7 separate regions of the Mus musculus genome follow, and all the other regions are linked to region 7. The links are chromatin contacts, called in public ChIA-PET and promoter capture Hi-C maps. All regions are on one chromosome and are shown on one strand. The core of a region is the stretch at or near the end of the contact, and the rest is flanking DNA. Distances in the headings are between cores, read along the strand shown.

Region 1 (3,275 bases), core at 126-2,625, 460 kb before region 7:
GACAAATAAATAAATCCAAGATAAGGAGACTATACTGAAGTTATTGGGGGAGGAGCTGCATGGGGAGGGCAGCAGGGGAGTGGAGTGAGTCTGGATGCTGAGCAGGGCAGGCCAGTGGGCAGCACAGAGCATCCCAGAGGAAGCCATAGTTAACCGTAGCCTGGGACTGGACATCCATATCTTCAGAATCGGTTTCAGGAAGCCCCGAAATCTGAATTCCCAGAAGGAAACCAGCCAATAGTTCTCCTCACCCAGACACGCCAGAGATGCCTTTTCCAGGAGCGCAGGGCACAGAGGTAAATTTCCTGCCACACTGGCGAGCTGAGCTCTACTTCTGCCCCATCGGAACTCAGTGAAGACAGCAAGCTCGAGGCCTGGTGTGCCTCAGCCATGTTCCCTGGGCCCCTTAGGAGAAAGACGGAGAGTCATTCTCCAGGACCTCGGTGCTTCCCCGCCCCCAAGGTCCAGGACTCCAGAACTTGGCCCCTTCCCCTCAGACCCACCCGTGCAGACTTTGCTTTTACTCTCAGCTGTGTTGGGGATGGAGGAGTCTGGCCCCCAGCCCTCCTCTCTCAGATCCGGTCCCTTCCTCCCCACAGCAGGACCACAGGACTCAGCATACTCTGCTCTAAGAACCTGAGGAGCGCTGCAGCTCACAGTTGGAGAGGGCTTTGGGACCTGACTTCATTTAACTGGGGATCTCTGAAAGTATGAAGGCTGGCGAGCTACCTTGAGACCTGTATTACTGAGAATTCAGTACTCAATATTCGGGGTGGGGGAGGGAAATTGATGCAGGATCAGTTGTTTGAATAAAACACACTAGTTTGTTGTTTTTTGGTATTTTTTTTTAACGTACTAATTTTTAGACCCATAGGGAAATGAACATTTGCCGATGGTGGCACTGTTCATTTCCAATTGCCAGGCGTAAACACATACGGATTCCCTTCCACCATGGGGTCTGGAGAGGGATGAAAGAGGAAGCACCCTACTGCGCATGCCCGGCATCGAGGGATGCTGGTGAGGAGCGGAGGCATGTCCAGGACAAGTGATGGAGAAGCCCTACTCGCCTGCCCCAACACAAGGCCCATAGCCCCTCCTGTACCTGGTACTAGTACTTACACCGGTCAGAGGTCAGCAGCTGCGGTTCCTGAGGTCAATTCCATATACACCTCCTTCCCCCAGTTTGAGTCCAGTACCCAGTTTCCCATGTACATACATCCAGTCCCCGTGTAATGAGTCCACAAACTGATCAACCGTCTTTGGCTGTTATCCTGAAACCCAGAGACACCTCGCGGGCGCCTCCTCCCTCCCTGAACTGGGTGTTCTGGCCCTAGGTTTTATCCCCGCCTCCTCCGATCCCTCCGCGTTCTGTCCCTGCTCTTTTCCAATCCCTCCGCATTCTCTCCCCGCCCCCTTGGAGTCCTAGCGTCCAACCCTCTTACCCAAAGCCTGTTTTTTTTTTTTTTTTTTTTTTTTTTTCTTCTTTCTTTCTACCAGTTTGTTCAAGAAACAGCCTTGACCTCCCTCCCTGCCCTCTTTTAGGTACTACATTATGTCATGTATGTCACCGTATATCTACTGGAGCACATCTTAGATGCCTCTCAGGCTGATCTATCAGAACCATCCACAGCAGTACAGACTGAGGCACGTGAAATAGACGCCACTGGGGGACTAGATCCCAGTTAGACAACCAGAGGGACGGTGCAAGATGGGCATAGATACACAAACACGGCAGTCTGCTTTATTCCACTCCAGGGTTTCATATTCTGTCCACAATGGATCTGGTGTTCTTTTGGGTCCACCCCAGGACAGAGACCAACCCATTGTCACCCAGCAAGGACAATATCCAGGTCTCTCCACTGCAGGTGGGGCTCTGTGAAGGTCCTCGGGCTCATGATCCCCTTGCACTAAGGAGGTGGCAGGGTCGGACCCAGGAGGGCTCTTGCTTGGAATAGGAGCTAGCTAGTGTGGCTGAAGGACCAATGCACCAGGCACAGGGTGGGAAGCCAGACCGAACAGATTTCTCATCCAAGAGCATCTTAGAGCTCAGTCTGCTCAATGAACTTTCTGGCTTTAGGGTTACCCACCCCCACTTGGCCATGCCACATAGGATCCAAATCCCCACTTGTTCCGAGGTCAGAGTGATCCAGCTCCCATAAGCACTGGTGGACCAAAATACTGGTCTCGCCCTTACTCTGGAGGGGTGAGTGCAGGGGCCTGGGGTCACTGGAATAGAAACAGCACAGGAGTTCAAGTCTCAGCAACCATGATTAGCTTAATAGTGGGATCTGATGCCCTCTGCTGGTGTGCAGGCATAAAGAAATAAATCTTAAAAATGTTTAGCTGAGCAGTGGTGGTGCACGCCTTTAATCCCATTACTTGGAAGGCAGAGGCAGGTGGACCTTTGTTAGAGGTCAGCCTGGACCATAAAACAAGTTCCAGGACAGCAAGGACCACACAGAAACCCCATCTTGAAAAAAAACAAAAAAACAAAACCACGCAAACAGCCAGGTGGTGGTGGTGCAGGCCTTTAATCCCAGCACTTGGGAGGCAGAGGCAGGCGAATTTCTGAGTTTGAGGCCAGCCTGGTCTAGAGTGAGCTCCAGGACAGCCAGGGCTACACAGAGAAACCTTGTCTCAGAAAACCAAAAACCAAAACAAAAAAAGCCCACGCAAACAAACACAAATGGCCCAGTACCACGGTGCAGGCCTTTAGTCACAGTACTCAGAAGGCAGAGGCAGGTGAACCTCTGCTGCAGGTTAGCATGGATCATAGCGAGCTCCAGGAGAGCCAAGGCTACACAGAGAAACCCTGTCTCAACCCCCTCATCCCCCCCGAAAACAGGAACAGCACAGGAAGAGCGGGAGATGGAAGGCAGACTCTGGGGTGGGGGCTCAGGGGCTCAGGGGTCTGACCCGCACTGAGGACTCCTCAACCTCTGCTCCAAAGAATCTCAGGAAGAGCTGGGCGTGGTGGCGCACGCCTTTAATCCCAGCACTTGGGAGGCAGAGGCAGGCAGATTTCTGAGTTCCAGGTTCCAGGCCAGCCTGGTCTACAGTGAGTTCCAGGGCAGCCAGGGCTACACAGAGAAACCCTGTCTTGAAAAACCAAAACCAAAACCAAAACAACAAAAGAATCTCAGGAAGGTCTGGGAATCCAGCCATGATGGAGCCAGGAATCCTACCTAGCTTGAGGTCCACATCCCTAGAGCAGAAATGGACAGTCCTCAGGGAGTGATAGGCAAAACAGTAGAACTACCCCAGCCCCAGGGCGA
Region 2 (3,449 bases), core at 319-2,818, 310 kb after region 7:
CTTACTTTCCCCTCCAACATGCTGGGATTACAGATGTGCACCATGTAGCCAGCCCTCCTAGTTCGCCTCAGCTGCCAGCACAGCCCAGAATTACCCAGATCTCAGCTGAGCTGGGGGGTTGACTCCATTGGTCTGAGGACATGTTTGTGATAGATTGTCTTCTTTTATCATTGTTTATTTGTTTAAATATGTTTTTTGTTTATTTACTATTTGTCTCCCCATGTAGCCCTGGCTGGCCTCGAACTCACCTGCCCCTGCCCTCTTAGTGCTGAGATTAAAGACATATGCTGCCCGGGGGCACACTCTTGATAGCTAATTGATAGAGAAGGTCCTAGCCCACTCAGGGCAGTGCCCCTCCTGGGCAGGGGCCTGGGGTTTATAGAGTTAGCTGAGCAAGCTCTAAGGAGCCAGGCAGTCACAGCAGGATCCTGTGTGATTTCTGCTTCTGTTCCTGATTGCGTTGCTTCTCTGTGATAAGGCTGGGGCCTGGAAGTGTAAGCCACACAGGGCCTGTCTTCCTTCGGTTGCTTTTGGTCAGGTGGTCTATTACAGCGACAAAGAGAGAAGCAGAATGCGCAGTGGCTTTCCTTCTCTGTGAAGACTGTGGAGTAGTCTGCATGCGAATTCACACGAAATGAGGAACCTCCTCCACAGACACGCGCGGTTCCGAGAACAAGCAACAGCCAGGGCAGACAGAGCGCTCAGAGAGAGCCAGATTAACCTTCCAGTGGATAAGCAGAGGTTTACCCAGTGACACTGTGCCCAGCAGCACACACCTGCCATTCCAGAACCCGAGACACTGAGACAGCAGGACCAGCTGAGGTTCAAGGCCAGCCTGGGCTACATGAAAACCTTTCTCAACAAAAATGAACAAATTACCCAGCAAACCATGCGCGGCTGGTGGCACTCAGTGCTGTGAAGGCTTGGGAGACAGGGAAGGATTGGGGACACTGTGGCAGCCCTAGAGGGGAGGGGACATTAGCTAGGCCTTCAGAGTCTCCCTGGAGCAGGGACTTAGTGCGCAGTGCAAAGGAAGGTACTGTTAGCAGAGGACAAGCTGCCGGGTTCTGCAAAGCAGGCTCCTCCCCTTCCTCCTCCCTTCTCTCCTCCCTTCCTCCCCAGCCCAGACTAGCACTACCGGTACCTGATTTGGGGTAGGTGACAATGAAGATGTCGTCGTCCCGCACGTTGCTAGTGTTCTCAGCCAGACTGAGGCTCTCCGGTGAGTACATGCCGACAGGAAAAGGGATACCTTTGTATCTGAAGTATTCACCTCCAAAATTCCAGCTGAAAGAGGGGAAGGGCACGTGTAAAGAAGACCAAGGAGGTGGGCAAGAGTCGCAGGGCCCTCCATTCACACGCCAGTGAGGAGTGTCCTTTCTCTGAGCCCCGTGTGTCCACCTGAGGAGTAGATCCACTTCAACTCCACCACAGCAGTCCCGTGATGTCATACTGTCGCCCCCACACTATGGGTGTAGAAAGCTGAGCGTGGAGGGTGGGAGTGACTCGCCCAAAGCTACGCTTCTGGTAGGAGGAAGGGTACTTCATGTCTGCAAAGTGGAGCTAAGTGTTCTCCTTATGTCTATTCCACATCCCAACCCTGGAGGGCGACACCACGTCATCAGGCCATTTTCCGAACGAGGAACCCAAGCCAAAGGTGGCAGGTGCCCCCGCCAACGCTGCACGCTGCAGAGCCCATGTGAGAACCCACGATGACTCACCGAGAAGCTAAAACGATCTAGCTGTTTGTCCCAAAGCCATGACGCATTTACGCAGCCACGAAACCGAGTTTCCAAAGAGAAGACTGAACCTAGACCTTTCAGAATGGTGCAAGAAGTGGTCCACTACGGAGCCCCGCCCCATCCCCCCCCCCCCCGCACTGTGAGCCCCGCCCACAGCCCTCTATTAATTTGTTGGAGACAGAGTCTCACTAAGCTGTTCTGGCTGGTCTTGAACTTTTGATTCTTGTGTGTCAGCCTCCTAAGTAGCTAGGATGACAGATTTGGGCCACCAGGCTCATGTGGGACACATATTTTATCTACTGATTTTTTTGTACTGATGGAGCTTGAGCCTTGATGCTGACACATTAGGCTATCACTCGACCACCACGCTACAACCCTTGGTTTCATGTTTTGAGGGAAAAGGAAACCACAGCATATTGCTTTGTTTTGAAGAAACGCACCCACTAAAAGTTCCTAAGAACAGCCTGGCTTCTGGATGCCGCATCTGCTTCGTTCCTCTGACTGGTGGGACCTCTGTGAGTGAGACCAGTGGATCACATCACGCTGGTCATTCCCAAAGGCTGAGACAGGAGGACAGAGAACTAAAGGCCAACTCCAAAAGTACAGGGAGATTTGGACTCAAAAAGGAAAAGACACTGGGGTGTGGTGGCGCACACTTTAAGTCCCAGGCAGAGTCAGGGAGATCGCTGAGTTTAAGGCCAGCCTGGTCTACAGAGTGAGTTCCAGGACAGCCAGGGCTACACAGAGAAACCCTATCTCGGAAAAAAAAAAAAAAAAAGACAGGGTTTCTCTGTGTAGCCCTGGCTGTCCTGGAACTCACTCTGTAGACCAGGCTGGCCTCGAACTCAGAAATCTGCTTGCCTCTGCTTCCCGAGTGCTGGGATTAAAGGCGTGCGCCACCACGCCCGGCTGAGAAACCCTGTCTTGAAAAACGAAAAAAAAAAAAAAGAAGAAAGAAAGAAAGAAAGAAGAAAGTTTGTAGTGGTAGAGCCCCTACCTAGAATCCCCATTCCAGCTTACACTTCTACATTGCTGTTCATCACTAAAGGAAGTCAGGACTGGAACTCAAGCAGGTCAGGGAGCAGGAGCTGATGCAGAGGCCATGGAGGGATATTACTTACTGGCTTGCTTCCCCTGGCTTGCTTAGCTTGCTTTCTTATAGAATCCAAGACTACCAGCCCAGAGATGGCACCACCCACAGCCCCCCCCCCCTTGATCACTAATTGAGAAAATGTCTTACCGTTGGATCTCATGATCTCATGGAGGCATTTCCTCAACTGAAGCTCCTTTTTCTGTGATAACTCCAGCCTGTGTCAAGTTGACACAAAACCAGCCTGTACACCCAATGAGGGGCAGGCGACGTGGCTCAGTGGTAGAGCCTCTGCCTAGAACTCCCCAGTGAGGGATGGGCATGGCTGTATGGTGTGTCACTAGGCCCTAGAACAGCAGTAATGACAATGCTGACAACGAGAGTTTGGTTTTGAGGTAAAACTCAGACACATGGAGGAGAAGGCATTTAGGAACGCTCACTGTGGGATGCTCTCTGTGCCTTGGGTTTTCTGGTGTATAGATGGATATAATGCCTGCTACCTTGTAGCATTTTGTAAAGCACTCGGGGCTCTGTCTAACCTGGAGAAAGCATTGTATCAAAGTTGGTTAAATTTCCACAGAGAAGAAAGGCAGGAGGCTGGCTGTAAGTGGTCAGCA
Region 3 (3,585 bases), core at 708-3,207, 370 kb before region 7:
GGCCTGGAGAACCCTGAGCAAGAGGGGACAGAGTTTTCACCATTGGGCATGAAGGAGGAAGACTGGAGTCTGGAACTCTACTTCTGAAGCAGGGGGTGACCATGTGGATCTGAGGGGAGAAGCCGGGGCACAGACCCTAGGATCTGAGGGAGAAGCGTCCGGGTCCAGGAATCTAGGAAGTCTCCTGGCTAGGGAGAGGCAGAACTAAACCTCTGCAAGGCTCTTCTCCAAACACTCACCTTCAAACTTGAAGAGACTCAAACACTCACCTTGGTTTTGCTCTCTGTGAGGTGAGGTGTCCAGGCAGGTGGCCAATCCCATATAGACTAAGAGCAGGGAAGGACGGCCCCTCATACTGTGTGGACTCCCAGATGACAAATGCTGCAGCGGAGTTAGGAGGCCAGGACTCCCTGCCCGCACTCTGCCATCATGATAAAAGCAAGTAACCAACTCGTGTCCCATGCCAGACACCGTGGGTCTTTATCAACTCAGGACTTTATCAAGACAGGGTTTCTCTGTCTGTGTAGCCCTGGCTGTCCTGGAACTCACTCTGTAGAGCAGGCTGGCCTCAAACTCAGAACTCTGCCTGCCTCTGCCTCCCAAGCGCTGGGATTAAAGGTGTGCCACCACTGCCTGGCTCATCTTAATTTTCAAGCCAGTCCTATTACTCCTGCCATTTTTATAGGTGAAGAACGTGTTACCAGGTAGTAAAGTCATTTGCCTATTGTACCAGGTTTTCGAATGTCAGAGGAGGACTTTGGAGGTGACAATGATAAGCACACAGTTGCTGAGGCTTGCTTTCTCTACCTATCACAAACCTGACAACACACAGTAGGCATTTAAACAAGCTCATCATCAACCCTCTTCCCTTCCAGCCCAGCAGATTACATTCCAAGTCAGCCTCCCTCTACCTGTTGCCTCATCGAGCCTCAGAGATCAGAGACTACACGACAGATCAGGTCGTATATTTCTAGGTCTTGAAGGCTTGAGGAGACAGAGCCCTGGGGATCCACAGCCTAGAGCTTGGGTCCCAAGTTTCTAGATCCCAATAACGTGGGGAATCAGGACACCAGATCCTCTGCCCAGGAGTTTCTCGGGGAGCATGCACCCACTTACCTGGCCAGGGCTGGGAGCTCTGCCTCTCTTCTTTAACGAAGGCCCTCTGGGTCAGAGTAGCCAGCTGTGCAAAGGGGTAGGCAAGAGGGGAGGGGAGGAGAGGAGGGGAGCTCCTCCTGGGTTACTAGGCCCGAGCCGGCTACTGGCGAGGGGGCGGGGCTACTGATTACCTTCTTTGGGAGGGACTCAGGTAAGGGACAAAGTACTTAAAGGGACCATAGGATCAAGGTCTTCAGTGCCACGGCCCCACACAGAAGAAACAAGGCTTTCCGACACCATGGAGGGATCTAGGGGGCTTTATTAGAGTCTCCTCTTCCCTACTTGTCCAGCCCGAGTCTCTCTCTACAGACGACTTGGCAGAGCCAGGAAAATAAATCTTAGGTCTCAAGAGATCTACACACTGGTGGGAAGGGAATTCTTTGGTTCCTAGAATAACTGGGCGGTACCACAATAAATCTGTTTCCTGAGGATAACTTGAACAGTTTAGTCTCGAGATCTTTGAAAATTGTTTTTTCTATAATAGGGGAAAGAGTTCTCACTTATCGACTCTTAAGATGCAATGGGGGAAAAAATAAGTAATATATTTGGGGAACTGGATATCAGTCTCTTCGGGTGACAGAGTTAAGTCTCCAAACTCAAACTTGAAGAGACTCAAAGCAACTGCCCCGCTCTGGGTAATGCCTAGAACAGGCTAGGGTGTCTCCCAGAGTCAAACCACTTTCGCTCACCGGAACCTTCGAGTAGTCACTCACGTTTCCGGGGGGATGGAAGAGAAGAAGAAAGCACTTACCAAGCCAGGCGAAGCGCCTCCGCGACTAGGGGCAGAATTATTTCCGGTCTCCTCCTGTCGGGCGGAAGTAGGAGGAGTAGAGTTTAAAAACAGTACTCTTTTTCCGGTTCGGGACGTAGTTGAAGCAACGACAAGCCGGATAACCGCTCTTGAGGTAAGCTGCAGGCGGTGAGGGGTCGCGTCGCCAAGTTTCCTTCTTGTGGGAGAAATTTGCAGTTCTGAGGGAGGTAGGATAAGGTTTCGCACTCCGAATCCCTGTCAATCATTAACAGCGCTCTTGAACGCCTAGGTTGGAAGACGAACTACATTTCCCAGGATGCCTTGTACTGTCTCCCTCATCCTGGCTGGTTGTAGAAAATGTAGTTCCGCAGTAGAGGAGTGATGCGGACCAAGTGAGGGGGAACTTGGGGTTCCCTGTGTTAGTGAGAGTTGAGGTCGGATTTCTAGACAATGGTGAGGAGGGGAATGAGCAGTAGTGGTTTGGACCCTTGAAGGTTCCTTGAAGCAATTAAAATATTTTATTCTGCTTGAGACCGAGTCTCAGTATGTAGCCCTTGCTGTTATAGAACTCGCTATGTAGTTAGCCTCAAACTCACAAAGATCCGCCAACCTCTGCCGCCCAAGTGTTGAGATTAAAAGTGTGCACCACCACACCTAGCACTTATTACCCCCCCCCCCCCGCCCCATTGTTCGTTTTTGTTTTTTGGCTTTTCGAGACAGGGTTTCTCTGTGTAGCTCTGGCTGTCCTGGAACTAGCTCTGTAGACCAGGCTGGCCTCCAACTCAGAAATCCGCCTGCCTCTGACTCCCAAGTGCTGGGATTAAAGGCGTGCGCCACCACCCCAACGATTATTGTATTTTTTTGAGGCAAGGTGACATGTAGTCCAGGCTGCATCGAATTTCACTAAATATCTCTAAGGAGATTAAGATTTATTAGCTGGGCAGTGGCAAAAAAAAAAAGATTTATTTAAAGTAACGAGGGGGGGGATGGGTGGGATTAGGGTGCATGATGTAAAATTCACAAAGAACGTAGGACATTTGAAAGCCCCCAGAAGGAGATTTATTTAAAGGGGTATGGTAGACACATCTTTGATCCCAGAACTGGGCGCAGAGGTAGATGGATTTTCCTGAGTTTGAGACCAGCCAGGGCTACATAGTGAGACACTATCCTGAAAAGAAAAGGAAAGGAAAAGAAAAGAAATGCTTTCCTTTTATTTTATGTAAACGAGGGTTTTGCCTGTTTTTATGATTGTGCACTCCATGTGAATGCACTGTCTACAGAGCCCAGAAGGCCATTAGGTCCCCTAGAACTGGAGTTGTGAACTGCCATGTGTGTGTTAGGTATCAAACCCAGGTCCTTTGGAAGAACAGCCAGTGCTTTTAGCCACTGCCTCATCTCTCCAGCTTCTTAATTTGTTTTTTGTTTTTTTTGTTTGTTTTTTGTTTTGTTTTGTTTTGTTTTGTTTCTTGAGATGCACAACCTGGTACTGAAATTAAAGGCATGCAGTCCCCACTCCTGGCTCATGTTCTTATTTTCAATGAGGTTTATTGGGATATAATTTCACATACTGTATACTTTACCCACTTAGAGCAAACAATTCAGTGGTTTGTAGTATACGCCCAGAATTGTACTGACATCACCACTAACAATTTTAGAGCATGTTCTCTGGGTGTGGTACC
Region 4 (3,526 bases), core at 844-3,343, 500 kb before region 7:
ATCCTAGGTAGATGCTCTATCATCAAGCTATGCCCTCAGCCCTTCACTGAGATGCTGGGCACATATGCTCTACTGCTGGACACCAGCCCCAGCTCCAAGGCTAGCAATTCTACAGAGCTGTAAGCCCAGTGTCTCAAATAGGGACTTTTATACAGGAGGAATCAAATAGTATTCATCATATAAACAAGTCATCTTATCTCCGCGGGTGACATCCTATTAGAAATGGAGGTAGCCAAAGGGACTAAGTGGGGTGCAGAGGGTCACCCATCAGTAGTTAACAGATAAACCACACCCATTTTTAACAGATACCCATGCCAAAGTCTACAACCCTTCCTAGCTCCGCCTCTTTTCACCGGGTCTGAAGCATCTCCCAGGTAAGGGAGCACACAGCTTCCCACTGTCCTTTTGCTGACACCTACTGAACTCAACATCCCCCCCCCCCCGCCCCCGAGCAGCTTGGAGGAGTCCTTCTTTAGATGTTAGCCAATGCCAACAGCAGCTACAAGGACCTGGCCTAGGACCTCACCCCACATCAGCCCAGCCACCCCTCATTAAGAAGCCATCAGCAGCCTCTCCTGACAGGAATAAACTGAGAGGTGAGGTCCCTCGTTCAAGGTCACCCAGTGACAGAGTTCTGTAACACAAAGCCAGCTCTGGCTGACCACATCTACTCATGGACCCTCTGAAGGGTCCTGACAGCTCCACACAGAGCATCTACTCCCTGGAGTTGAGAGCTGACCAGCAGCCAGGCCAGGCCATTGTTACAACCCTTCCTAGAAGGGACTATGGTCCTCATATTGCTGTAATAAGCCAAAAAAGGCTTGGATCCAGGCCTGCCTTGTTCCCTTCCTCAGGGTACAAACTTCCCCTCCCCCAGCTTGATAGAGCTCTTCTCACAGAGCATTAAGATACCTTGCTTCCATCATAAACACTCACTCTGTGATACCTTCCCAGAGCCTGCTGGTATCTTAGGTTCCCCAAGACTTTATACTATAGTCCCTTATTTTTTACATGTAGCCTCTTCAATGCTGTCCTTGTTTGGGGGTGGGGGATTAGGGGGACGTTAGCTGTTTCAGACAGGGTCTCTCTGTGTAACCCTGGCTGTCATGGACTCACAGAGATCATCAGCCTACCTGTGTCTCAGAGGTAGTAGGATTAAAGGCCTGCACAAGTACACCTGGTGCCTTCCATGTCTTTTACACAATCTTCCATGTAGAGTCTTTTCATACATCATCCTCTGGTCCTCTGTCCCTTACCTCTTCATCTCTGGTCCTTCTGCTGTCCCCCCAACCTTATCATCTCTAGTTTCTCTGCTATGTCCTCACCTTATCATCTGGGGGCCCTATGGTGTTGTTCCTACCCTATCATCTCTGCTTCCTCTGCAGTTTCCCCACTTCCATCACTGATCCCTCTGCTGTCCCCCACCTTATCTTCTCTATCCTTCTGCTGTCACCCCATTTCTATTTCTGATTCCTCTGGTATCTCCCCACTTCATCATCTCTGGTTACCCTGATCCCCCCCCCCCCCCACACACACACACACACTTTATCATCTCGAGTCCCTCTGCTGTCTTCCCACTTTATTATATCTGGTCTTTCTGCTGTCCCCAATTATATCATCTCTGGTTCCTGGGCAGTTCCCCAACTTCTGGCCCCTGGCCCTAGGTGGTTGCCCGCCTCCCATCTCTTCTGCGTCCCTGATTTCCTCCATCTAGGCTCGAGATGGCACTGAATGACCTACCTAACCCGTTGCCCTATTCCCTCCACCTCCTCCCGCCACGTCCGCCCGCGCCATCCTGGTCCTTCCCGGGAGGACACCCCCGCGCTTCCCTGCTCCCTCCGCCCGGTCGCCGCGTGACCCCCGGGCCCCGGTCATGAGCTCACAGTTCCGGATGTCGGAGATGAACACGGCGAGCCCACGCATGCCATCGCCTTTGGATACAGCCGGCATGATGGCGGAGGGCTCGGCTCCAAGCCTGGCCGAACGGGCGCGGGGCTGGCTGGCGGCACCGGGCGGAAAGGACCCCAGACGGCGCCGAGGAGCCGGCCGGGGGAGGGCGGGCTAGCGGCGGGCTGGCTGCAGGCCGACGCCCCGCCTCAGACCCGCCCCTACGGATTGTCATCCGGGAACGTACGCCACTTGTTAGCTGAGAGCCCTGCCGCTCACAATAGAACGCCCGCCCTCCTCTCTCTCTGATTGGCTAAATAGTAAAGACACCAGGTGATGATTGGTGCAGTACCGGGCTATTTCCGTTCGGAGCAGGGAGGCAGGGGGCGTTGCCCTAGAGACGGGGGAGTTCGATGACACACTCTGGGACCGCCCCCTGAACGGCCGAGACCAACGCTAATTGGATGGACTACCAGCTCCGCGCCAGTAGGGCGGGATGTAAGAGGCCGAAGGAGGCGGAACTTCGGGAAAAGAAGACCAATGGGTGAGGAGATTGCTCTTCGCAAGGCTCTGCCGATTCGCCGGAAGCGTCATACTTCCGCCCTCGAAGGGGCGGTTGTGGGGGGCGGGCAAAAGGGCGACGATCCGTAGAGAAGGAAGGAGAAAGAAGCCCTGTCAGTTAGCTGAACTGCGATAGGTGGAGCGATGCCTGCAATTCCCTGCTGCAGAGAGGGGCTGGGCGAGGCGGTAGACCGTGAGGTGTCCACTACGCAGGCGCCTCCCTCTTCCCAGTCGGTCTCCACTCCCGAGCCCCGGCCTCGGGAGCATTCCCTTCCCTAAAAACAACGCCTGGAAATTTGACTTGTCTGCAAACCTCTTATCCATGAGAGGAGGGACTGCCGGTTAAGGATTGTTACCATAGACACTGAGGTCCAAAGAGATTGAGTGGCTTCCCCAAGACTACAGCTCAAAAATGGAAAACTGGGATTACTATTTTGGTTTTTAAACATTTTTCAATATAGGTTACTCTTTTTTCCTCCCTAAACCCCAGTACCGAAGACAATCTGCCTATAATGGTCATAAGATCAAAATTGCTTCCTCCATCAGTTCTGGAGAACCACTCAAGGAAAAGCCAGTTAAAGCCACAGCTGAGGACTGGGTCAGTTTGTTTTGCTTCCGACTCCCTAGGTTCTATGGTTCACTAGTTGCAGGGAAGTCAAAGCCCCCAGAACACCAATGCCCGGGGTTATTGAGAAATTTGGGGCAAAGGGACTTGGGAGAGTCCATGTCTATTATCCCCATGAACAAAACGGCACCCCTGACAGGCTTTTCTAATTTGACACCCCCAGAATGGGTCTAGAAGGTAGTTATGTCCTGGGACCTAGGAAGAGGCAGCACTGAGTCCTTGTGAATAGAAGGTAGTGTTCTGTGAGTTTGAGGCCAGCCTGATCTATGTAAACAGCTCCAGGATAGCCAGGACTACATGGAGAGTCCCTGTCTCAAAAACAGAAAAGGTTAAGGATGTAACGTTTAATCCCCCAGTGAGAGAATGGGTGTATGTGTGGCTCAGAGGTAGAGCCTCTGCCTAGAACTCCCCAGTGAGGGGCTGGGGTGTGGCTCAGATATAAACCTCCTGCCT
Region 5 (3,580 bases), core at 683-3,182, 340 kb before region 7:
ACTTACTCTGTAGACCAGACTGGTCCTGAACTCACGGAGATCCGCCTGCCTCTGCCTTCCAAGTCCTGGGATTAAAACTGTGAGCCAGTGCAGGACCAGGAGAAGCTTTACCGTTGATAGGTTTCACCCACCCCTAGGTCTTTGCCAACCCTGACTCCGCCCCTTGCCCTAGCCACGCCCCTCAGAGACATGGGTGCACAGGCTAGGAAAGAGTAGAAATGCTAGGTGAACTGAGGGAGCTGCATCTATTAATCTTAGTACCAGGCCCATCTAAAAGCCTAGCCTGTCCCCTACAGGAGTCCTAGAGGAGTTAGTTGGATTAGCACCTGACACAAATCAAGACCCTCTACTCTAGCCCCGACCTCTAAGCGCTGCACAGACCCTAGCTGGACTTGAGCTTAAGTGTGAACAGGGTGTCTGGCCTCTAACTTTACCCCAATCCTAGAGTGCCACTGTCTCTATTAACCTTGAAGCTCCGCCTCTCACCATCTCAGGGCCCGCCCCTCTTTCAAGTGCAGTCTGCCCACTTCCCTAGATGGGCTGATCAATTTGGGGCTCCTCTCTCTCCAGCTCTGCCCTGCTACTATTTGCCCAGTTTAAAATTAGAAATTGCCATCACATTAAAGACGCAGATCTTTAATCTCAGCACTCGGGAGGCAGAGGCAGACGGATTTCTGAATTCAGGACCAGTCTCGTCTACAGAGTGAATTTCAGACTAGCTAGTTCCACAAATGAAATTCGATCTCAAAGTACTAATAACAATGAAAATAATCAAGCATATTTGCACGAGTGGCCTTCTTGTCCCGGGCCCATGCTGACTGTATCTGTCACCTAGAAACGGGGCAAGCCCGTCCAGTCCAGTTGGCATCACTCATCCCAGGTCAACCTGATCTCTGACCTTGGCATCTTCCTCAAATCCCTTGTCTTCAGTCTCTACCGAGAGTCGGCGTCCCGTTTAGAAGAGAGAAGAGGGAAGTCCAGACAGAGGCATAGGGGGGACTGAGGTAGAGGGGAACCCAGGGGTTGGTGACGCAGGTCCCCCACAGCCTCAGGTTTAGCTCCGCCTTCTCCCAGGAGGTGAGTGCCACAGTTTTGTCTTTTCAGTTAACTTCTCTCTCCCCACCTCCCACTTCTGCCCCGCTCCCCCGCCATCCTCCTACCCAAGTCGGGCCTGGCTTTCCTCTGGGCTGAGTTTGTCAAATTCCTTGGCCACGTCTCGTCCCAGGAACGCCTCATGGTCGTACTGGAAATTCCCGTGGGCGTCATCGTGGGGGGCCTCGCTCAGGGGGGTTCCATGATGGACCCTATCCTGGCCATGAGGTCCTGCATCAGGGGATGGCTTCCCGAGGGCCCAGTGCCTCAGCAGTAAGAGAAGCAACAGAAACGACCATCGCCACATCATCGGTTCCTGAGGAGAGGTGAGGACCAGCGGTCAGGGATAAGACTGGGGGCGGGGGGTGTCTGAACCAGAGATAATGTGGGAGAACTTTGAAGGGGGCGGAGTAGAGGAGGCTGCCTAAGGCAGGGCCGATAAAAGCGCAGGCTGCAAAAAGTTTTGGGCTCAAGAAAAGTCGGCAAAAAGAATAGAGAATTTAAAGGCAAAACAACCTCTGGGGGTGGAATCCGAGCCTCAGAGGAGTCTCAGAGCAGAAAGGGGGTATTTCAGTTAGAGACGTGGCGCATGTCCCACCCAAAGTTCAGGGCATGGTGGTGGCCGAAAGCATCATGCAGGCTCCTCTGTGCTGCCCCCAGGCTGGACCGCGACCCCCACCCTTCCACCCACCCCACCTTCACCCCACCATCACCCCACCACACCTCTGTTACCCGGCCTGAGTTAGCTCCCTACGCTGAGCTCTGCTTTCGCACAAAGATGCCCAACCTGGCCAGGTTCCAGTTAAGCTCCTCCACCAGCCGTCCAGAGGCTGCCGCCCTCTGACCAATGACTGCGCAGGAAAGCCTCAGGGGCGGAGCCAATGACGACCCCCTTGCCACGTCCACAAGGCCGAGCTCCAGACCCGAAGGCGTGGTGGGCGATAAGGCTGATATTGAACTACAACTCCCAGCAAACATATGGGCCGACTTGCACGACCACCTCCAGAGTCTCTGGCCCCAGGGGATTAAGGGGAATGTATTTTTTAAAAACTCTTTCCATTTCTTAGATCCGTTTCAGAAAAGAGGAGGTCGGGTTTGGTTGGCTCACTTGGGAGACAGAAGCAGTCTGTCTCTATGAGTTTGCCGCCAGCCAGGACGACGTAGAGAGACCCTTGTCTTTAAAAAAAAAAGGGGGGGGTGGGGGGGGAGCGCGGCTGGAGAGATGGCTCTGCAATTAAGAGCACTGACTGTTCTTCCAGAGGACCAGAGTTCAAGTCCCAGCAACCACATGGTGGCTAACCATCTGTAATGGAATCCAATGCCCTCTTCTGGTGTGTCTGAAGACAGCTGCAGTGTACTCAGATACATAAAATAAATAAATGTTAAAAAAAAAAAAAAAGAAAGAAGGAAGGAAAGAAAGAAAGAAAGAAAGAAAGAAAGAAAGAAAGAAAAGAAGGAAAAGAAAGAAAGGAAGGAAGGAAGGAAGGAAGGAAGGAAGGAAGGAAGGAAGGAAGGAAGAAAAAGAAGAGAAGCAATGCCTGGTACAGTGTAGGTATCACATACACAACTCGGTCTATAAAATGGCCAGGCTGCACGATAGCAATCAAGAGGTGTCTATATGATCTTTCCCAGACGCGTTCAATTTATTCCAGCTGCTTGAAACTTGAGAATAACGATGCACACACAGATTTGGGGCCAAATTTATGTGGAGATGGAAAACAACCATGTACATTAAGAAGGGAAACTGAAGCAGGCCACAAAAGCAGGGATCCATGGGAGGACATCGGGCCCAGGCTCCCTCAGGAGGCTCGGAGACAGTTCAGGAGGTCACACAGCCCGAAAGGCTGCAGTGGGCAGGGGGCCCGAGTCTGCATCAGGAAGTGGCTGGAAAGGCATTTGCACCTTGAGGTTCAGCTTCTGGGGGCAAGTTCCCACCAGGCAACAGGTCACCAGAGTCATCGCCGCTGAGAGAAAGCCATGGGGCTGAGAGAGAGGAACAGAGGTCAGCACAAGTATCTAAGGTCTCACCCACCCAACACACCTGACAGGGTCACGCTATGGTCTCTGTTCCCATCTCTTTTCCCAGGGTGGTCAGGGACTCTTTTGTCTCTATTATCTCTCTGCCTCCCCTCTTTCTTTCTGAGTCGCTACTTCCTGCCACGACCCCCAATCCTGCACACGGCCCCTCCCTTCCCCAATCCTGCACACAGCTACGCCCCTCCCCAATCCTGCACACGGCCCCTTCCCTCCCCTCCCCAATCCTGCACACGGCCACGCCCCTCCCTCATTCTGCACACGGCCACGCCCCACCCCAATCCTGCACACGGCCCCGCCCCTCCCTCATCCTGCACAAGGCCACTCCCACCCAATCCTGCACACGGCCCCGCCCCTCCCCCATCCTGCATATACCTGGCAGACCGCTGCGCATCCTGCCCCACAACAGCACACCGCCTGCGATGGCCACTACCACCAGCAATAAACCAAGAAC
Region 6 (3,277 bases), core at 640-3,139, 460 kb after region 7:
GTTACATAGCACCAGTGGGCTGAATGGGGACTTTGCTCTCAGTGTCCAGATCCCTTGGGAAGATGGTAGTGATGCACAGAAAGCATCGGCATCACGCCTGGCACAGTGATGACTCACATCTGCTCCCTGAGTCTGGTGCTTGTGGTCCTCCCAGATCTATGCTTTTTTAAAAAAATAGATCTAGTCCCTGTTCACCCCTCCCCTACCTGAGAAATAGAAAATGGATGGGTCCTAGCATCTCCTAGAACCGAGTGGTGCTTCCCCCCTTTTGTGTTAACCTTAATGGATGCTGTCCCATGGAACTTCCTGGCATGGTGAAGTGGCCTGAATCTATGCTGTCCAACTGGAGACTCATAAGGCACCTTTGGCAACTAAGCCCCTGAAATATGGCCACCATGATTGCAGAGCAGCCCATTTGAATCCCATTTGATGAGTTGGAATTGGAGTAGCACCCGTGGCTTGTGGCTACTCCACTGGACAAGCAGTCTTCAAACACTGATGCCATTTATCAAAATTATGGGGTTTTTTGGGGGGGTGGCTTTACTTTTCTTCGCCTTTGAAAGGGTTCTTTTTCACTTTTTCCATTTTCTTACACTGTAACCCAGGCTGGCCTCAAACCTATGTCAATCCTCCTACCTCAGTCTTTTATGTGCTGGTGTGACAGATTTGAGAGGCCCTTTGAGGAGCCCCAGGTTTGAGGGGCTCTTTCTTGTGATGACTCGGTTGATGCTGACAGTGGCTAGTGACCAGATACTCAGTAAAAGGTGGCTTCAGTTTTGGGCTCCTGTCTGCTTCTCTCCCTCTCTGACCACACTGACCCCTTGCCCTCTTCCTGGATGTCGCCTGTGTCCTGACCCCTGGGGTCTCACCCCTCCGAAGATCCTTGAGATGCTCTTTGGTCTCCTCAGAAAGCGCACAGTCTCATTGTCTGCCAGGTCGTGGAGGCTTTCAGGGAGGTGCATAGTGGCTGCTCTTCTTTGGGTGTCCCGGGAGGTAGGGGCAGGGGTGTTGGGTGCTGCTTTCTGGGCACCACTTCCTGTGTGCCTCAGACCCACCTCAAGGCTCAGCTACTGCAAGAAAAGAGGAATGGGAATGTCAGAGTAAAAGTGCTGGGAGTGGGGAGTACTGGCCCTTCCTTTGTGGGGATGGATAGGCTGAGGGGCTGTTAGGAGCCCTAGGAACAGAGGGGGTGGGCTGAAGGGGCTGGCTGCTCCCGTTTTCAGTTGTCAGGAATATGGGGTGAGAAACTGCTGGGTGGTCTTAGGTGCTGGAGATGAGACATGATAGGGTATGTGGGAGGTTCTGGAAATGGGAGCACGGCTGGAAGGCTGCTTCGGGGTTCCAGAAGTTGGAAATGTAGGCTGATGGGCTATTGGAGGTTTCAGGTGCTGATAAGGGGCCAGAGGGTTCTGAGGGCCCTAGATTTTGGGAATACAGGATGAGGGTGATAAGGGGTGGCAGGTCTGCTGGGCCCTCAGAGTGGGGTCAATAGGGGGACTGTAGACTGGTCCTTGAGGGAATGCAGCTACCCTAGGTATAGAAGACCACGTAGAGCCCAGCAATATTTGAGGTGTTCCCTAACTTGGGTCATTTTCCGTAACACCAGGCTTGCTTAGGCTTCAGCTCTGTTTCAGGATGACATATTGTCTTAAGACTGAAGCCTCAGAAACCAGCTGCCACTCGGTATGAGAGTCATGGCAACCTCCTTAGACTAGGGGCTTCCCTTCTAAGGACCTGGGGGCGGAAGTGCTGAGACCCCAAGGGGACGCTGGCTGAAGAGAACCACCTCTTCTCCGAGGGCCGAGGACCTGCGTTCCTCTTCTGCCTGCCTGGCTTCCTCTCCTGGTCCCGGGAGCCACCTCTAGCCTCTTTTTGGTTCCTCTTTTTCCCGCCTTTTCTGTCCTCTACAGATGATTGGCTGCAGCCAAGTCCCGCCCCTTTCCTTTCCGCCTATCCGAACTGACTATGGAAAGGGCGTGGTCTCGGCGGACGTTGGGCGGGTCGCCGTTGGCCGGGCGCGCGCGAGGGCCCGACCCAGCTCCAAATAGCGGACCACACGTCTTCAGCGCGTGCGCATTACCTTTAAAAAAAAAAAAAAAAAAAAAAAAAAAAAAGGACTAGCGATGAGGCATGCGCAGTTGAGATAAAGGCTATTAAATGGTTTCAAGCGGCTCAGGCTGTGCGCATGCGCCTTACTGCTTGCTGAAGCCAATCCTCTGGGCCTAGGACCTCTTACTGCACATGCGCAGAAGGCTCAATGACAGTCGCGCGTTGGTTAAGGTGAGGGCAGGGTGGGGGATTGCATGGCCCAGGAAGGACGGCCCAGCACCCGCTATTAACTTTTCCTAGTTTTTCAACACTCCTGAGCTCCACCTCATTGTTTAAGCTTCTCAGAGACCATTTGTACCGCTTCAGGGTCCCTGGGCCTGCAAGATACTCCAAACTACGACCTCTGACCCTATTCCGGAGCCAACCTAAATGTGCAGTGTAGAAGGAACCGGAAAGGGATTAGAGGGAGGGAGACTGGCCAGGAACTGTCCCCGAAGGGAGGGGTGTGTGGAGGTACTACCTCCAACTGACCTTTGACATCCCCCTTCATTTGCTTATGTTTAGGCTCTGGGAAAGGGGGCAGGCCATGTTGCATGTGACCTGGGGGTCCAAGGTCCGACTATGGTCCCTGGTGCCTGCTCTCCTCGGGACTCCCCGAGCTCTGTCGTCCCTGGAGAACAGGATGGGGGTGTACCGCAAGATGTGGAACCCCAAGGAGCCCTGCGACTGGGCCCAGCAGTACCGCGAGCGCTTCATTCCATTCTCCAAGGAGCAGCTGCTCCGCCTCCTGATACAGGTACCGCCCATCAGTGGTCTAAGGACCTAGAGACTACAGTTTCCAGCCGACCTCGCGACTGCACCACTATACCTGCTTTTGAGGTCTGCGCTAGCGCCCTCCTGGGAGTGTAGTTTCTGGTCCCTTTGGCGTTCCTAGTGGGTTCGAGAAAGTTGGAATGCAGGGGCTAGAAAGAACTCCAAGATGAGATGCCTAAAGATCTCTGGACTTGGGCTTCTTCTGGGGCCTTGAACAGGCACACTGGGACATAAGTTTTTCCCTTGAAATAGATGTAACTATCATCCTCATAATTCCTTTCTAGTACATAATAAATTTGTATCTGCAAAGCCATAATGATAATTATTATCACACCTTGAGCTCTTTATTCCGTGGCACCGTGCTAAGTGTTTGTAATGTATAGAGCCATCAGAACAACCCTGTGAGAGGCCACCA
Region 7 (3,569 bases), core at 113-2,612:
TGGGCTTTATTCGCTCACTGTAACATTCAACTAACTGTGCGATGGCACAGACACGTGCCCTAGGTGAGGTTCTGAAAAATACAGTCTCTGGACAAGACCCCATGCTCTGAACCCAGACTCTATTTCTCTTCCTCACTGTCACACTCCTGGCTTCGGACACACTTTCCTGTGACCTGTGCTCTCAAGCACACAACACAACTTCCCACTTACTAATCTTCCCCAGAAGACCAGGGTACCAGTCTCAGACCTCGCAGGACACTGGGATGAGACTTTGGAACTGGTCACTGACTACATCAAGAGGCAGACGAAGTTTCCAGAACGCATTGTGGGATGAACCACGACTCTGTCACTCCAGGCTCTGGCTAGTCACTCATTCACAGAGAAATCTGAGTGTCTACATGACTCTTCCATCAGACCCAGGATTCTTTCTGTTGTTGTTTCTCTGTGTAACCCTTGGCTGTCCTGGAACTGGCTCTGTAGACCAGGCTATCCTCAGACTCACAGAGATCCACCTGCCTCTGCCTCCCAAGTGCAGGCTTTCACTACCATGCCTGACATCTAGGATTCTGAATACATTGTTGCCTTCTCTACTAGCTTCTAAAGCCACAATGAAGCTCCTTCCTCAGTGGTCAATACACTTCCTCCACATCCAGGAGTCCAGGTCCAGCCCTCTTCTATTAGGCCCAGGCACCCTCCCTAGCCCTCCTCCTCCTCCAAACCAGGCCTCATCCACTGTGATCGTCCCTCCGATCTAGGGATTCAGGCTCTAGCCTGCCTACCTCAAACACAAAGGTGCACACACCAGCCTGCTTCCCTCAGACCCTGGTATCCTCTCCTCCCAACACTTCCCACAGATCCATGTGTCCTCCCAAGCCCTCCTTGGCGACTTCCTCAGCCCCCTTCCGTCAGATTCATGCATTCTCCTCTGCTCTCTTCCTTTAGACACATGCATTCTCCTCTGTATCCATTGCTCAGACTCGGTGTCCTCAGCATCCTCCCTCTGACTCGGGAGTACTCCCCAGACCTCCTCCGTCAAACCAGGCATCTTCCTTATCACTCCTCCCTCAGATACAAGAGTCCTCTCCAGCTCCCTCCTTCAGACTCTCTAAGAAGGGTCATTGTCGGTCCTCCACATGCACCCAACACTTACCACGGTTGCCATGATGCACACCAACCGCCAATGCCTCAGCGGAAACGGAAATCGGCTAGGAGCGCGGTCTTTATCCTCTCTAGGCTCCCGGTCATCCAGTCATCTCTATGGCCCATAAGATATATAAAATTCCTGTAGGGGGCGTACACTAGGCCGCGCCCAGCCCGCGAGGCTAAATTGGAAAGCCGGTGTTCTGAATCCCGGGTGGGTTCCTGACGTCTCTTGCTCCTCCTCCTCTTACCTAGCCTCCTCCCCCCTCCTTCCCCCCCGCCCTGCAACTGCTAAGTCCGATTGCAAAATTCTGAGCACATTTTGTAGCAACCACACGTCCTCCACGATCCCTTCCCTCTCTGTCCAACCTTCCTCACCAAATTGGGCCTACAGCTGAGATTGACAGCTCTGTTCACCAATCACTTCCATGCTGCGTAGAAACAAGCCCCGCCCCCGCAGCTCCCCAGGAGCCTCTGGCCAAGGAAACTGGATTCTATCCGCCAATAAGTAGACGCAATAGCCCCCGCCCCCCAGCCGCCGACCAATCGTGCTAGACCAGCAGGGTGGGCAGTGCCTCCTGGCGGCCACGAGGCTTCACTGCAGCTGCCCGCCCGATTCAGTGTCTCAGCTCACCCTACCTGAGTCGGAGCGCTCTGGGGCGGGGGTGCGGTCGTGCAATAGGAAGCGGAGCGCCTTGCAAGCTTCCCCTGGGACACCCGCTAACTCTACCGGTCACCAAGTCTGCTGCGTTCCCAGCCGATCTCTCTGGTTTCCAGTTTTGGTGCTCGAAGTCCCCTGCCCGCAGTAGCCATGCCTCTCAGCCGCAGTCTCTCTGTGTCCTCGCTTCCAGGATTGGAAGACTGGGAGGATGAATTCGACCCCGAGAACGCAGTGCTTTTCGAGGTGGCCTGGGAGGTGGCCAACAAGGGTGAGAACGTCAGCGTTGGTCCCTTGACCAAGAAGGGCAGGCGAGGATGGGGCCCCGAAACTCCGTTTCAGACGGGAAAAGAGTTACGTGGAGGAGTCTTGGGTCCTGGGAAAAGCGCCTGTGACTTCTGTGTCCTTGTGAAGGGGCTGGAGTAGGCGTCCTAGGCCCTGGGGGGAAGGGACAAGAGACTACTCTTAAGATGGAAGGAGGCTTCAGGTTCTGCAATCTAGGGAAGAGGGCACTCAGAGAAAGATTCCTGGGTCTTGAAGGGAGGTTTTCGAGGGCCGAGAGACCTGAGATCTAAAAGTGGAAGGAGTTAGTGCATCTAAGCCCAAGGAACACTGGAGCTTTTGGGTCTGTGGTCCAGAGGACGTGACTGTGGAGTTGGGGTGTTCCTAAAGGTTGGGATTCATGGATTTTTCAGGGGGCATAGCGGACCTGAACCAGTGTAAAGCCAAGAGGGGCTTGGAGACTCAAATTCTTAGATACAAGGTGGGAAAGAGTTGGGAACTTGAATGTCGAGTTTGAAGGAGCCCAGGGCCTAAGTCCTGGCTTCCTATGTAGTGAGGTGCCTCCCTCCCTGTGGACTGGGAAAGCTGGAAGTCCTAAGTTGGTCAGGAGCTGGGCCCTAGGATGGGAGGAACCCACCCACAGTATGTATGGGAGATCACTAGCTTCTCGCTCATGAGAAGGCTGGGCTGGGAATCCCAGCAGCTGGGCCTTGTGGATCTGAACATTTCCTTTTCTGGATCCTGGGGAGAAAGAGACTAGGTCTCTCAGCATGTTGGGAGATGGCAGACTCAATGCTGTGTACTACCAGGGTACCAGTTTCAGGTGAGAAGGCTGAGGACCCAGATTCCTAAATCTGAGGTGGGGTCACAGGAGGAGCAGGGCCCAGCAGTCCCTGTGTCCCAGCCCAGGGCTAGCATCGTTAGGGGCCCTGAAGGTGTGGAATAATAAGTCAAGCTTCCCTCAGGTAACTGGGTAGCTGGATAGGGCCATGTACCATTTTTCCCACTGCATCTGAAAGTCAAGAGCTTTAGAGCCTTCCTGCTCCTAATTCTCTAAGAATTAGGAGACTAAAGAGTGCTTCCTGTGTCATGACCAGGAGTCTAACTGGAGCCTGCTCCTCCCTCAGCATCCTGATTTCAGTCCCCTCTCTCCATAAACTCAAGAGGGCTATCCTCAGGTTTGCTTTTCCACGACCCCTACCCTCCAGTCCCAACCTCCCCTGATTCCCAATTATAGGTTCCTGCCCATTTTCTACCCCAATACTACCCACATACATCCCATTACCTGCCAGGTCTCAAAGCTATGGACCAATGGTGGGGTTGTCTGTCCTTTTGCACTTTGGCCCACAGTGGGTGGCATCTACACTGTGCTGCAGACGAAGGCGAAGGTGACAGGGGATGAATGGGGTGACAACTACTATCTGGTGGGACCATACACGGAGCAGGGTGTGAGGACGCAGGTAGAGCTCCTGGAGCCCCCAACTCCGGA

What was found. Promoter capture Hi-C pulls out the DNA fragments that hold promoters and counts their contacts. ChIA-PET counts read pairs in DNA pulled down with a chosen protein or histone mark. Capture Hi-C pulls out chosen DNA fragments and counts their contacts.
Region 1: a contact with region 7 is called in a promoter capture Hi-C map of liver, with 4 times the contacts expected there. The contact joins the promoter of Cpt1c here to the promoter of Ruvbl2 in region 7. A contact is called at or near these places in 5 of 39 promoter capture datasets (cranial neural crest, hippocampal neurons, liver and 1 more), 2 of 484 Hi-C or Micro-C datasets (CD8 T cells and forebrain), 5 of 115 datasets of contacts at active chromatin or transcription factors (astrocytes, bone marrow-derived macrophages, memory CD8 T cells and 2 more) and 3 of 9 other capture datasets (adipose tissue, liver and macrophages).
Region 2: an RNA polymerase II ChIA-PET map of effector CD8 T cells shows a contact between it and region 7, with 6 read pairs. The contact joins the promoter of Sult2b1 here to the promoter of Ruvbl2 in region 7. A contact is called at or near these places in 1 of 115 datasets of contacts at active chromatin or transcription factors (effector CD8 T cells) and 1 of 9 other capture datasets (adipose tissue).
Region 3: a promoter capture Hi-C map of liver shows a contact between it and region 7, with 2.2 times the contacts expected there. The contact joins the promoter of Nosip here to the promoter of Ruvbl2 in region 7. A contact is called at or near these places in 19 of 39 promoter capture datasets (the 3T3-L1 cell line, the C10 cell line, HPC-7-derived erythroid cells and 14 more), 2 of 15 datasets of contacts at CTCF or cohesin (the NIH/3T3 cell line and embryonic stem cells), 13 of 484 Hi-C or Micro-C datasets (CD4 T cells, CD8 T cells, the G1E-ER4 cell line and 7 more), 10 of 115 datasets of contacts at active chromatin or transcription factors (SST interneurons, T-cell acute lymphoblastic leukemia, Th17 cells and 7 more) and 4 of 9 other capture datasets (adipose tissue, embryonic stem cells, liver and 1 more).
Region 4: a contact with region 7 is called in a promoter capture Hi-C map of neural stem cells. The contact joins the promoter of Ap2a1 here to the promoter of Ruvbl2 in region 7. A contact is called at or near these places in 6 of 39 promoter capture datasets (hematopoietic stem and progenitor cells, liver, neural stem cells and 2 more), 1 of 115 datasets of contacts at active chromatin or transcription factors (bone marrow-derived macrophages) and 2 of 9 other capture datasets (liver and macrophages).
Region 5: a promoter capture Hi-C map of second pharyngeal arch cranial neural crest shows a contact between it and region 7. The contact joins the promoter of Rcn3 here to the promoter of Ruvbl2 in region 7. A contact is called at or near these places in 11 of 39 promoter capture datasets (the C10 cell line, HPC-7-derived erythroid cells, cranial neural crest and 8 more), 1 of 484 Hi-C or Micro-C datasets (B cells), 7 of 115 datasets of contacts at active chromatin or transcription factors (the SCID.adh cell line, astrocytes, bone marrow-derived macrophages and 3 more) and 4 of 9 other capture datasets (adipose tissue, embryonic stem cells, liver and 1 more).
Region 6: a contact with region 7 is called in a promoter capture Hi-C map of erythroid cells, with 7 times the contacts expected there. The contact joins the promoter of Syngr4 here to the promoter of Ruvbl2 in region 7. A contact is called at or near these places in 2 of 39 promoter capture datasets (erythroid cells and liver), 1 of 484 Hi-C or Micro-C datasets (embryonic stem cells) and 1 of 9 other capture datasets (pancreatic islet).

What each region holds. Positions count from the first base shown.
Region 1 is chr7:44,973,476-44,976,750 of GRCm38.p6, forward strand. It overlaps Cpt1c (carnitine palmitoyltransferase 1c), which reads right to left and starts at 1,376. Exons shown (of 19, transcript NM_153679.2): 1 at 1,120-1,376; 2 at 252-405. The coding sequence starts at 392.
Region 2 is chr7:45,740,910-45,744,358 of GRCm38.p6, forward strand. Sult2b1 (sulfotransferase family, cytosolic, 2B, member 1) reads right to left here and starts at 1,569. Exons shown (of 6, transcript NM_001360784.1): 1 at 1,145-1,569. The coding sequence starts at 1,451. Gm31597 (a long non-coding RNA gene) reads left to right here and starts at 1,053. Exons shown (of 3, transcript XR_391433.4): 1 at 1,053-1,222.
Region 3 is chr7:45,060,472-45,064,056 of GRCm38.p6, forward strand. Nosip (nitric oxide synthase interacting protein) reads left to right here and starts at 1,958. Exons shown (of 9, transcript NM_025533.3): 1 at 1,958-2,060. It overlaps Prrg2 (proline-rich Gla (G-carboxyglutamic acid) polypeptide 2), which reads right to left and starts at 1,181. Exons shown (of 7, transcript NM_022999.1): 1 at 1,117-1,181; 2 at 270-421. The coding sequence starts at 354.
Region 4 is chr7:44,927,397-44,930,922 of GRCm38.p6, forward strand. Ap2a1 (adaptor-related protein complex 2, alpha 1 subunit) reads right to left here and starts at 2,094. Exons shown (of 24, transcript NM_007458.2): 1 at 1,884-2,094. The coding sequence starts at 1,950. It also overlaps a transcript of Tsks not described here.
Region 5 is chr7:45,090,281-45,093,860 of GRCm38.p6, forward strand. Rcn3 (reticulocalbin 3, EF-hand calcium binding domain) reads right to left here and starts at 1,933. Exons shown (of 7, transcript NM_026555.2): 1 at 1,816-1,933; 2 at 1,161-1,408. The coding sequence starts at 1,402. Fcgrt (Fc receptor, IgG, alpha chain transporter) reads right to left here. Exons shown (of 7, transcript NM_010189.3): 6 at 3,502-3,580; 7 at 2,713-3,075. The coding sequence ends at 2,966.
Region 6 is chr7:45,894,822-45,898,098 of GRCm38.p6, forward strand. Syngr4 (synaptogyrin 4) reads right to left here and starts at 1,890. Exons shown (of 5, transcript NM_021482.2): 1 at 1,787-1,890; 2 at 870-1,070. The coding sequence starts at 962. It overlaps Tmem143 (transmembrane protein 143), which reads left to right and starts at 2,248. Exons shown (of 8, transcript NM_144801.2): 1 at 2,248-2,280; 2 at 2,614-2,845. The coding sequence starts at 2,258.
Region 7 is chr7:45,433,102-45,436,670 of GRCm38.p6, forward strand. Ruvbl2 (RuvB-like protein 2) reads right to left here and starts at 1,363. Exons shown (of 15, transcript NM_011304.3): 1 at 1,151-1,363. The coding sequence starts at 1,162. Gys1 (glycogen synthase 1, muscle) reads left to right here and starts at 1,738. Exons shown (of 16, transcript NM_030678.3): 1 at 1,738-2,069; 2 at 3,431-3,569. The coding sequence starts at 1,952.